Linked DNA regions of Mus musculus: region 2 is linked to region 1. Evidence: chromatin contacts called from public Hi-C data. All regions are on one chromosome and are shown on one strand. The core of a region is the stretch at or near the end of the contact, and the rest is flanking DNA. Distances in the headings are between cores, read along the strand shown. Region 1 holds the start of Kcnj11 (potassium inwardly rectifying channel, subfamily J, member 11). Region 2 overlaps Abcc8 (ATP-binding cassette, sub-family C (CFTR/MRP), member 8).

The links. A called contact is a pair of places that touch in the nucleus more often than the background predicts.
Region 2: a Hi-C map of cerebral cortex shows a contact between it and region 1, with 2.1 times the contacts expected there. The contact joins the enhancer-like site here to the promoter of Kcnj11 in region 1. A contact is called at or near these places in 2 of 39 promoter capture datasets (macrophages and trophoblast stem cells), 9 of 484 Hi-C or Micro-C datasets (the G1E-ER4 cell line, the N1E-115 cell line, cardiomyocytes and 5 more), 5 of 115 datasets of contacts at active chromatin or transcription factors (astrocytes, embryonic stem cells, forebrain and 2 more) and 4 of 9 other capture datasets (adipose tissue, liver, macrophages and 1 more).

What each region holds. Positions count from the first base shown.
Region 1 is chr7:46,097,159-46,102,939 of GRCm38.p6, forward strand. Kcnj11 (potassium inwardly rectifying channel, subfamily J, member 11) reads right to left here and starts at 3,079. Exons shown (of 1, transcript NM_010602.3): 1 at 1-3,079. The coding sequence starts at 2,739. The coding sequence ends at 1,567.
Region 2 is chr7:46,134,520-46,140,399 of GRCm38.p6, forward strand. It overlaps Abcc8 (ATP-binding cassette, sub-family C (CFTR/MRP), member 8), which reads right to left. Exons shown (of 39, transcript NM_011510.3): 11 at 4,946-4,986; 12 at 3,440-3,585; 13 at 2,345-2,450; 14 at 2,089-2,205; 15 at 1,643-1,718; 16 at 962-1,067. Among named protein-coding and RNA genes, the nearest start is that of Gm51481, 33 kb to the left of the region's middle. Within about 2 kb of position 3,787, at least 11 of the 459 cell types and tissues checked have an H3K27ac peak or open chromatin away from gene starts, as enhancers often do. A contact at or near this core is called in cerebral cortex, where this site is marked.

The sequences.
Region 1 (5,781 bases), core at 1,829-4,328:
CGATCACGACAGTTAACATTTATTGAGTACTTGTTATAGACCAGGCACTTCTGAAGCATGGATACATGTGCTTTCACCTGCTCAGCTTAATGAGGTGGGACTATTAACATGAATGAGACAACTGAGTCACAGAGCTGTTCGGCCGGAGCCAGGATTTGAACCAATCAGTGCCCTAAAGCTTACAACGTCTCTCTTCCCTCCCCATGGCTACCTCAGCCTTCCAGCAGAGTCTCGGGAGGGAGGCCAGGCCCTTGACTACGATGTCTGGTGGATGTCAAATGGCCAAGTTGGCCAGACAGACAGAGAATGGGTGGGGGTGGGGGGACCTGAGGTGGAAGGATGGTGGCTTCCAGAGATGAGGGAAACAGAGCTGGTCTAAGTAGCTTTCCTGGCCTCTTGCCTGTCAGGGCCATGTTGGGTGGCAGACTCTGGCAGTGCCCTTTATTTTTTTCCAGTGGCATGCCCACTGCCTCCCCAGCAAGAAACGCCCAGAGTTCAGGTCACAGGTGGGAGGCTTTATGACAATGGGGCAGTGGAGTTCTGGGCAAGGACACCACACTGCTCTGAGAGTCCAGGCTCAGGTCATGCCCAAGGGCCTTGGGGACTTCCTTTTCCCTCACCAGGCTGAACTTCCCAATATTTCTTTTTCTAGTAACCCAGACAAGGCACCGCTACCCCACCAGCGTCCCCCAGACAAAGTGACTCACAGCTGCCCATGGGAGCTGAAAGCAGAGTTTTGCCTGAAGTGCATCTTGTATGGCAAGCACAGGACCCCTTTTGGCCTCTCATCCAGGTATATCAGTGTTTGCCCAACACTCCACTCCCCAGCCTCTGGGGGGGGGGGGGAACGACGACAAAATGAGGCAGCACTCCTGACTGTCAGCAGAAGGCTGAGTCAAGGCTAGAGGACAGGGACACATGTCTGCACAGGACTAGAAAGGTCTCCAATCATTTGCCCCCTTCTTGTCCCCCTGCCTCACACAAGCCTGCCTTATGGAGGTGAGCCTAGGTAGACTTATCCCGCCGTGTCTGTGTGGGCTCCTCAGCTCCCATGCTCTGACACCCACCTTCCTCCCTGGCTGGCAGGATACTTCAGCATGGCACGAACAGGGCTGGGGCCTGGCCAGGTATTTCTTAGTGGCTACAGAAACAACAATAGGCTGCCAACTTGGGGGGTTGCTTTTGCCCAATTACCTGTCTGCTTGTGGCAAGATGAATCATGGAGGGCCAAGACGGGCTTTGAGACCTTAGCTTTAGAGGCCCTGAACCTTCTGTGGTCTCCCCACCGTTGGGCAGGGACACAGGGGTAAACCAGTCCCGAGCTGAGCCTGGGAGGAGCAGGAACAAAAATAACCCGGTACAGGCTCCTGCTGGGGCCAGAAATAGCATAGTGACAAGTATCTTGTAACACCCCAGACACACAGCAGCGGGGAGGCTGAGCCGAGCAGGGTCTTGTCCCACACCAGACCCTCGTCTGGCCAAGAGGCTCGCACCCCACCACTCTACATACCATACTTCACTTTCCACGTGCCCACACAAGTGAGTGGGGGCCTGAGGAACTGCAACTCAGGACAAGGAATCTGGAGAGATGCTAAACTTGGGCTTGGCCTTCGCCACAGCCACACTGCGCTTGCGCAGGGGCCCCCGCGACGAGGCGAGGGTCAGGGCATCCAGCAGACTGCGGTCCTCATCAAGCTGGCGGGCTGTGCAGAGTGGTGTGGGCACTTTAATGGTGTTACCAAATTTGGAGTAGTCCACAGAATAGCGGCCGTCCTCCTCGGCCACAATGGGGACAAAGCGCTGCCCCCATAGAATCTCGTCAGCTAGGTAGGAGGTGCGGGCCTGGGTGGTGATGCCCGTGGTTTCTACCACGCCTTCCAAGATGACAATGATCTCCAGGTCCTGGTGGTGGTGCAGGTCACTAGGAGCCAGGTCGTAGAGCGGGCTGTTGGAGTCGATGACGTGGTAGATGATGAGTGGGGCCACCAGGAAGATGCCGTTACCACCCACGCCATTCTCCATGGGGATGTCTACCTGGTGGAGAGGCACAACTTCGCCCTCGGGGCTGGTGGTCTTGCGCACCACCTGCATGTGGATGGTGGCGCTAATGATCATGCTCTTTCGGAGGTCCCCTACGCGCAGCATGAAGCACAGGCGGCCATGGCGCAGGGTGATCACAGCATGCTTGCTGAAGATGAGGGTTTCTGCCCGCCGATGGGCCTGGGCCGTTTTCATGAAGATGCAGCCCAGCATGATGGCGTTGATCATCAGCCCGACGATATTCTGCACAATGAGAATGAGGATGGCCAGGGGACATTCCTCTGTCACCATGCGCCCGCCGAAACCAATGGTCACCTGGACCTCGATGGAGAAAAGGAAGGCAGATGAAAAGGAGTGGATGCTTGTGACGCAGGGCACATTGGTGCCCTCTCCGGGGGCCAGGTCACCGTGGGCGAAGGCGATGAGCCACCAGACCATGGCAAAGAGCAGCCAGCTGCACAGGAAGGACATGGTGAAAATGAGCAGAGTGTGTGGCCATTTGAGGTCCACCAGCGTGGTGAACACATCCTGCAGGAAGCGGCCCTGCTCTCGAATGTTCTTGTGGGCGACGTTGCAGTTGCCTTTCTTGGACACGAAGCGGGCCCTCCTCTCTCGAGTACGGTACCTGGGCTCTGCAGGGTCCTCTGCCAGCCGGGTCAGCACATATTCCTCAGGGATAATGCCCTTTCGGGACAGCATGGCTCCGTTGGCCCCGGGAAGGGGTTTCCCCCATGGGGGGAGGCACTACACTGGCTTGGCCTAGGGCCTCTTTGTGGGGTCCCCCTCTCTGAGCCCTCTCCTCAGGTTACCCTAAGCTTGTACCAACCTCTAGGCTGGTATGCCCCTCAGCTGGGTTCTGCTTCTCTTTATACTACTAGCCTCAGATGCCGGCTCCACCTGCTCATTGCTTACTGAGCCCCCAACCCAGCTTGTGCTCTACCCGCTCAGCTCTCCTCCACCGCCCCAGGACCCCCCTCTAACTCCCTTTCCCTGGCCCAGCCTTTCTTCTCAAACCACCTCAGAACTTGTCACCTCCGGGTCTCCCAACTTACCAGCCCTCACTCGACCCCCCCCTCAGCACCCCCCCCCCCGCGCTCTTCTCTGACCTCACCCACTTCTGTCCCCGGTCCCCTCCAAGGACCAGCCTTACTTCTTGACCCAGTCTCCTCTCCAGGTGTGCCCCGGATTTCCCATCCCACCCCTCCCCTGGCTCCCTCGCCGCTCTCCCGTTCCTTCTCTAGCCCTTGTCCTCTAGTCTCCTTGGGATCCGGTGCCCTTCGAGTCACCCCGCAACCGTCTACGCTCTGGATCCCCTCGCCCCCCGCCGCCCAGACCCCAGTGGCTCCGCGTCGCGGCCTCCCTGCTGCCCTGCCGCCCGCCCGCAGCCCCCGCCGCCGCTCCGTTCCCACCCCGCCTGTCGCCGCCGCACCTGCTCGTGCTGCTCAAGCAGCGGCCACCTCCCTGCCCCCTCCCACTCCGGGTTGCTCACTCCCGGCCGGCTTCCCTGGCGTGTGTCTGTGAGCCCGTCCTCAGGCACCGACCCGTGCGCGGTGGGGGTGGGAGGCTGCGGGCGGGGGGCTCCCGAGAGCGAGTGCAGCCTCCGCCGCCAGAGGGCGCCAGATCGGCTCCTGAGAGGTAGAGGTGGGCCTAGACGCAAGCCCCGCCCACAGAGGATTCTCGTCCCGCCCTTGCCTGCTCACTGTCCTCAGCCAGGCCATGGGGCTTCAAACTGAGGATGGCTCTGAAGAAGTTGCTTTTGTGGAATTCTCTTAGGTTGGTTCAGCGGCCCCTATACCCCTGACTTCTATTTTTGCCCGGTCCATAGTTAAGTCTTACCTGCCTCTTACACAGCACTTGATACCCAGGGAAAGAAGGCAGCGAAAGGTTACATCATCAACGCAGGGGCAGGGGTGAGAGAAATATTAGTCTCAGAACTTCTCAACCGACGATTCTTCTTCCCTTTGAGGATTATTTTTGATCCTACATCTATTTATTTACTTATTTGTTTATTTATTTGCTTATTTACCTATTCAAGACAGGATTTCTTATAGCCCAGGATGGCTTCAAACTTGGCATGTAGCAGAGTATGACCTTGAACTTCTGCCTCCACTCCCAGAGTTCTGGGATTGCAAGTGCACCGCAAGGCCCTGGCTACCGTCCCTGAGTTTTAAGAGGGTTTGTTCTGCCAGTGTCTGCTTTGCACCCTGTAGACCTTCAGACTGGTTTCTTCCCTTTAGCCCTGGGTGTGTGTGTGTGTGTGTGTGTGTGTGTGTGTGTGTGTGTGTGTGTGTGTGAGAGAGAGAGAGAGAGAGAGAGAGAGAGAGAGAGAGAGAGAGAGAGAGTTTGGGCCTGAGCAGCTGATTCAGGGCTAGCTTGGGTACAGAGTAGGTGACCCAGGTTTTTGTCAAGAACAGTAGTGATGTTTCCATTGCAGATGCCACCCTGGAGTGGCTCCTGGAGATTGATGGAGCTGTAATGGCTTGCCCTGGGGCTCAGACTCTTGAGACAGACCTCTACCCACTGTGTAGCTTGAGTGAAGGCTTGAGGCTGGAGCTAGGGTAATAGGGGCACTGGGAATGCGGGCCACCATGGGACAGTTTCCTTTTGAGCAGGGGACTTTCAGATGGCATTTTCTTCTTTCCAGATCTGCTGGTAGGTATCGTGGACCCTGCTACAAAGAGCGAGGGAGAGCTGGACTATACTGATAGGGCCGTTTATGCCTGAGGCAGGGAGGATAACACAAGGGTAGGCAGTTTAAGAACACAGCCACACAAGAAATCTCCGAGGCCACTTCAACTTTTAGCCATGAGAAAGGAACCCTTGGAGAGGGGCTCTAGGGACTTTGGACATCTATGCAGAAGTCCCTGTGGGTAAAGGAGCCATGACTAGCAGGTTTGCTTGGCCTGTGCATAGGGTGGAGTAGAGGACAGTCTTTGATTGACATATGCCAGAGTTTGTTCTGATGACAGTAGCCAGAGTTGGCCCACCTGGTGGAGGGACCCAAGTCTGAATTGGTGGACCACTAATTAGATCGTTGTGGAGGGATTTGGGCCAGGATGGCCTTAGGCATTCTTAAACTTCCTTGTACTTCCTCTGCTGCTTCCTTGGGGTGGGAAGAGTCCCCCAGCCCTCTTTGTATCTGCTCCTGGAAGTCCAGAGTGGAAGGAACTGCTGGGCCTACATGGGCATCTTCAGGGTGAGAAGCCAGGGTCTGCCCTTTGGTCTGGCCTTGGTTATTCCCTGCCCCAGGGGAGAGGAGGCTGGTGTCTCGCCCAAAGGGCTCAGCCTCTGTGGTGATTTGAATAGATTTGGTCCCCATAGACTCATGTGTTTGAATGCTTGGCCCATAGGGAGTGGCATAATTAGGAGGGGTGACCTTGTTGGGATAGGCATGGCCTTGCTGGAGGAAGCTTTTCATTGTTGGGTGGACTTTGAGGTCTCCTCCTATGCTTGAGCTCCACCCAGTGTGGAAGAGACCCTCCTCCTGGCTGCCCGAGGAAGGCAGTCTCTACTGGCTGCCTTCGCATCAAGCTCTAGAGCTCTCAGCTCCTCCAGCGCCATGCCTGCCTTTCCTGACATGATGATGATGGACTGAACCTCTGAACCTGTAAGCCAGCCCCAATTAAATGCTGTTCGTTATAAGAGTTGCCTTGGTCATGGTGTCTCTTCACAGCAATGAAACCCTAAGCTGACAGCCTCCTACCCTGTTTGGTTCCCCACTGGCTCATAGCCGTCTCCCTA
Region 2 (5,880 bases), core at 2,537-5,036, 38 kb after region 1:
GAGAGAGAGAGAGAAAGACAAACCTGTAGGGCAAGCTGCCCCCCTGTTGAACTGGCTGCACCCCTCCCCCACCATCCTGACTAAGCGCTGTGAATTCCAGCTGGGGGGCTAGAGCACCTCTTTCCCTCCTCGATGGCAGAGCAGAGCCAGGCTTTGTGGGCGTGGCTGCGGCTGAGTGCAGGTTCTGCACTCCTCTCCACCCTCTTTATTTCTCAGGGTTCCCTCTCCTGCCTTTTAAAGATTCCATTTGCTATTCATCTCTCAGCAGCTAATTTCACCGCCCTTTAGAAGTAGGTGGGCATAAATAATAGATCCATGACAGACTCAGCCTAAGGTTCTGGCTCTTTAATTAAGAGAGTGATCTCTTTGGAAAGCAGTGTTTGCCTGGGTTACTTCTGGGCCCTACACACACACACACACACACACACACACACACACTGAATGGTTCCAGTCTGCTTTGCTGAAGAAAAACCTGAAACCAATGTTGATTAGGAGGAAATATAGCCCAGGAAATATGAGATACAGGGGAACGCCAGGGCCAAACAGTAGGAGTGGGTGGTAGGGGAATGGGGGGGGTGTATGGGGGACTTTTGGGATAGCATTGGAAATGTAAATGAGGAAAATACCTAATAAAAATATTAAAAAAGAAAACAAAAGAGTGAGAAGAACTAAGTTCGAATCTCTGCTCTGCCTCTTGCTAGTTGTGTGAATTAGGGCAAATATAGCTCGCATCTATAGGAAGAGAATTGGTAGTAATGCTCTGCTGGTATTCATTCATGCATGGAATTGTGCAAAGGACCGGACGCATCACACAGCAAGGGTTAAATGGACACGGATGATGATACGATAAGAAAGTCAATAGCATTTACTGAGTGTCTGCTCAAGGCACTTAGACGGTCAGTAAATGAGTGGTACACCCTCCACAGAGAGGCGTGGTTGGAGGGAGAGAAGCAGATGTTACCTGTTCCAGAAGACGGCCCCGGAGACCCTCTGCATCTCCCCCAGGGTGGCCAGAAGGAGCGAGGACTTGCCGCAGCCCACCTGCCCCACAATCATGGTCAGCTGGCCTACAGCAATGGAGAGCAGTAGATGGAATGGAAGCTGGATGGAGTCTGAACAACTCTCACCCAGAAGACTAGATGGACATGTACACTTAGCTCTGACTCTCCTCCCCACCCTCCTCCCCACCTGGAAACCCTGGGAAGCTCCATATTCCAGAGTTTTTCCTTCTGGAATTGACAGTGTTCTCTGGCTTCCCAGGTCCGTCCTCCACTCCCGACATCCTCTGCTTCACCCCAGTGCTCCTCCTGGTACTCCTTATAGTCCTCCCACAGTTCCAGCATAGCTCCCACCTATGACCCTCTGCCACCGGCCTGACCAGAACACGGCTGTGTTCAGACTCTCCATTTCCATAATCCTCCCAGAACACTCAAGTCTGACTGACACCTGTTAAGATGTCACTGGCAACAGAAGGTTTGACATCAAGGTGACCTCATCTTGGCTGTAGCCGGTTTCTGTTTAGAATTCAGACCTCAGAATACCCAGCTAGGCAACAGAGAGCAGGTGCTCAGCAAACATTGATTTGGCTTTTCCTCTCTTTTGGGACACGAGGGCACATCTGGAAGGGTGGGGTGAGCCCTACCTCGGGGGATACGGATGGTGATGTTGGACAGGGTGGGGATTCCATCAGGGGTCCAGGTGAAGAAGCCTCCGATGATCTTCATTGTCCATCCCCGGCATGGTGCAGAAGAGGAGAGAGAGGGAAGGACTTTCAGTATGGTGTGTCCCTGTCTCCCCTCCCCGATGAAGATCAGTGAATATCACTTCTAACTCTAGGAGTGCTCCCAGGGGCGGACAGTAGGGACTAAGTCCTGTCTGAGGCACCCTAGTGAGAGTGAGGAGGGAGTTCTCCTGCTGAGTGGGGTGGAAGTGCTATGCTTGGCTTCAGGAGTCCTCCAGGCAAGGGGGCCTTTGGATAGAGGACTCAGACCTCAGGTTCTTCAGGTTCTTGGTCTTGAAGGGGCTAAGCTTCTCTTGGAAGATGGCACTGAGGCTGGGGGTGTGGATACTGGCTTGAGGACTCCTCACCTGGACACAGAAGTTGTCAGCATCTCCATCCATGCTGGGGGTCAGCCTCTGCAGTGGGCCCAAGAGGTCCCGAACCTCTTCCCGGGCTGGGCGCTTGCGGTTCACAACCTTGAGGGGCTGTGGATGGTTAGGAGGTGAGGGCCTCTGGGCTGGGAGGACCCCTTCTGGGGGGAAATGTGAGGTTCCAGAGTGGGTGGGCACAAACTTCACGACGTAGGTGAAACTTGGGAGTACCAGGGGTAGGTTGGACACTTACCACCGCCTGGTACTTGCCCGCTTGGCCTTGGGGTGCAGGCTCTCGGGGGGCACACTGTTCCTCACGGATCTCTGCACTGGACAGGAACTCACTCAGCTTTTGCACACTGCAGAGGAAGCAAAGAAATGCCCTTCACCCCTGGGGGGCAGAGGATGGGGGGAGGAGGAGGAGGAGGCATGAGCTCAGAAAACAGTTCTCAGTGGGTACCTGGTCCTAAATGTTTCCTACAAAAGCCACGTGGCAGGGGGCTGCTCCGTGGGCCGCTCCATAGGACCGGGCAACAGATGTAACCAGGAGTTTTAAAAAAATATGTATTCATTTATTTTGTGTAGTAGGGTTGGGGAGGCTCTCCTGCTACAGCCAACTTTAAGGAGCGATCTTCTCCTATCATGTGGGTCTTGGGGATTGAACTCAGGTCGCCAGGCTTGGCAGCAAGCATCTTTTCCCACTACGCCATCTTGTCCCCCCTCCCCCCTCTGCCCTGTTTTCTTTTTTGTATTGTTTTGTTTTGAGACAGGGTCTCATGTAGCCCAGGTTAGCCTCAAACTTACTAGTGTAGCCAAGGATAGCTTTGAATTCCTTACCCTCCTGCTTCTACTTCCCAGGTTTTGGAGTTACTGGTGAGCATTCCACACCAAAGCTTATATATACACATATTTATTTTACAGTGATAGGAACTGACCCAGGCCTTGCCTTTACTAGGCAAGCGTACTATCTTGAGTCAACACTCTACAGTCCCCAGGACAGTTTTCTAAAAAAAAGTTTGACCTGTCATTTGGAGTAGTCTGGATCGCAGGTAACTTTGTTTGGTTTGGATTGGTTTACTGTTAAAGTTGGTTTCTTGTATGATAAGGGTAGCTGATGCTGAGTTTTACTAGTTAAACTAGTCAAGGTTGGCTGTGTTAAGATCACTTAGGTTAAGACTAGTTATTCACAATGGCTACTGCCCGGGGAAGCCAGACATTGTGCTAATTGCTGTCTAAGCATCATAGAGCCTTTTCCCATAACAGCTGCTCAAAAGAGGCCCAGAGCACAGGGAGGTGTGTCCTGTGATGGACAGCCCTTGGAATGTCCTTACTAGGGTCTTTCTCTCACCTCACTAGGGCCTTGACGGTGGACCGAACCACACTAGACAGCAGGAACAGCGGTGTGACCAGGATGTGGAAGAGAGAGAGAGAGGCAAAGGCCACCGAGGGTGAGAAGTCTGACTCTTTGAAGAAGCTGACGTGGCCCACAAAGGTCTGTGGATAAAGCACAGGGGGCACAGGGTGACTCAGGGTGTGGGTCCCCTTCCCCTCCCACACCCAAAGCCCAAGGCTCTGAAAAGGAATCCCGAGAGCTGATCAGGACTGTGGGGAAGAGATGGCCATCTTCCTCAGTCACCCCATGGATAGGGGTGGGAAGGCTCCCTTCTGGTCCCACCCCTCTGTGCCAGGAAGAAGCAGGGAGGAGTCCTGGGATTGAGTCTGCCCCTGTTCCACTTAGAATTCTGGGTGCTAGTTTCCCTAGTCCTCAGTCTGGTGAAAATGTAAAAATAGTTGCTACAGCCTCGCCTCCCGGGGGGTGGGGGTGGGGTGGGGTGGGGGGGAGGGGTCTGTCCCTGGCTACCTGACTGGTTCTGTAGTACAGTTCCCAGAGCCCAGGCCAGGAATGAGCTCAATAAATCACACTGAAAAGTAAATTCCCAGGCATGCCTGGCGGCCTTGTACTCCGCACTGCTCAGGGATGCCGGCCTCAGGGGAAATAACAATAGCTTTTAAAAAGGAGCCTCAGTCATAGAGCTGATGGAGAGCGGAGACTGGGGACAGGGGGACTCCAGGGATCCCCAGGCCTTGCTGTAGGACATGTGACCTGCCTCCACAACTAGGCTGTCCATGGTACAGGAACTGTTCCTAAATCTAAAAAAGCAGGTTATACAACTGTGTTTGCGACACAGTCCTATTTCTGTAGACATGACATATCATCTGCTTTTAAAAGGATGAGAAAGAAACACCCTGAAGATGCTGAGTGGGGTGTGGGGCTTTTACCTCTGTTTTGACTCTTCTTCCTGATGGTCCCATCAATTTCCACAACAGATGGGTGTCATTCTTATGTGTTAACAAGTAGACAGCTACTTTAAAATTCCATAGAAAATATTCTGACCCCTTCTCTCCTTCTCCATATATATATATATATATATATATATATATATATATTTTTTTTTTTTTTTTTTTTTTAGACAGGGTCTTATGTAGCTCAGGCTGGCCTTGAACTCACTATGTAGCCAAAAGTGACTCTGAACTGACACTCCTGCCCAGTGCTGGGAGTACAGAATGTGTCACCACGCCCAGCTCATGGAGCCCAGGGCTTTGTGCACACCATCCATGCAGTCTACTGATGGAGCCACATCCCCAACCCTAATAGCTATTTTAAAGAGAAGGCTTTATTCCTTCCTCTAAGTACTGCTCCTTATCCTCCAGGATCTGAGACAGCGCCCCATCTGTGTGGGGCGGGGAAGGAGCACACCTACATTCACCCTCACACCCTGCAAGAGGGTGGGACCAGGATGTCTCCCCACCTGTCCCCTCCCCAGCCCCGTGCAGAGGGGAAAGGGCCACTTACAATGAGGACGGCAGCAATGGGGATAGCTGTGTTCATGAAGACTGTGAAGGAAGCACAAGGCGAGGTTAGGGGAGAAAGGAGAGGAGAGAAAGAAGGTGGCCATGATGGCCAGGGTAGTGCATCTGGGTGGAGGCCCAGCTTGCTGGGTGCAACAGCAGAGAGGGCACCTACAGCTCTGTCCCATGCCATCCTGGGGCTTTTTGTTCCTCTTACTCCAGCCCTTGCTTCTGTCCCATGAAGAGACAGTGAAGGAAATCCCACGGGAGGACCGGCACTCAGTGGCAGGGCTGAGCGGTGAGCAGCTTCTGTCTCAGGGCCTGCAAAGGCTGCTGCATCCTGTACTCCCAGCCCCTGCGCGCCCCTGAGCCGTGCAGAAGCTTTCTAGTCTGCTATGGTGTAGTCTCCCCAGGTTGTGATCTACTGGCCAGACACAACACTATGGCTCTTGGGAGGGATTTCAAACTCCTTCAGATCGAGGAACTGGAGACTGAAGGCACAAATGGGGTTCTTCCTTAGGTCTAGGACTTGGACTCCATGCTCAGGCTGGGTAGCTGCTATCTGGAGTAGAGGATCCTTCCTCATTCTCTCAGGGTCTGGTGGGATAGCTTAGTGGGTAGTGCTACCAATCTTGACAGCCCGAGTTCATTCCTGAAACCGACAAGGTAAACAGAATGGATTCCCACCGTTTGTCCTTTCACCCCTACATGTGTGCCATGGTGTGTGTGTGCACGCACTCGCATACACAAATTAACTAACTCAACTCAAAGTGTGGCCTCAGGCTCCTGCCCACCCTTCTCTCATTCCTTCAGGCAAGCCTGGGGAGGGGAGAGGGGAGGCTGGTTCTTCAATTACCCGGATTAAAGCCCAAAGACCAGGAGGCAGGGAGCCGTAGCCAAGCCCAAAAGCTTAGCTACTGGATATGGTCTTGTCTGCTA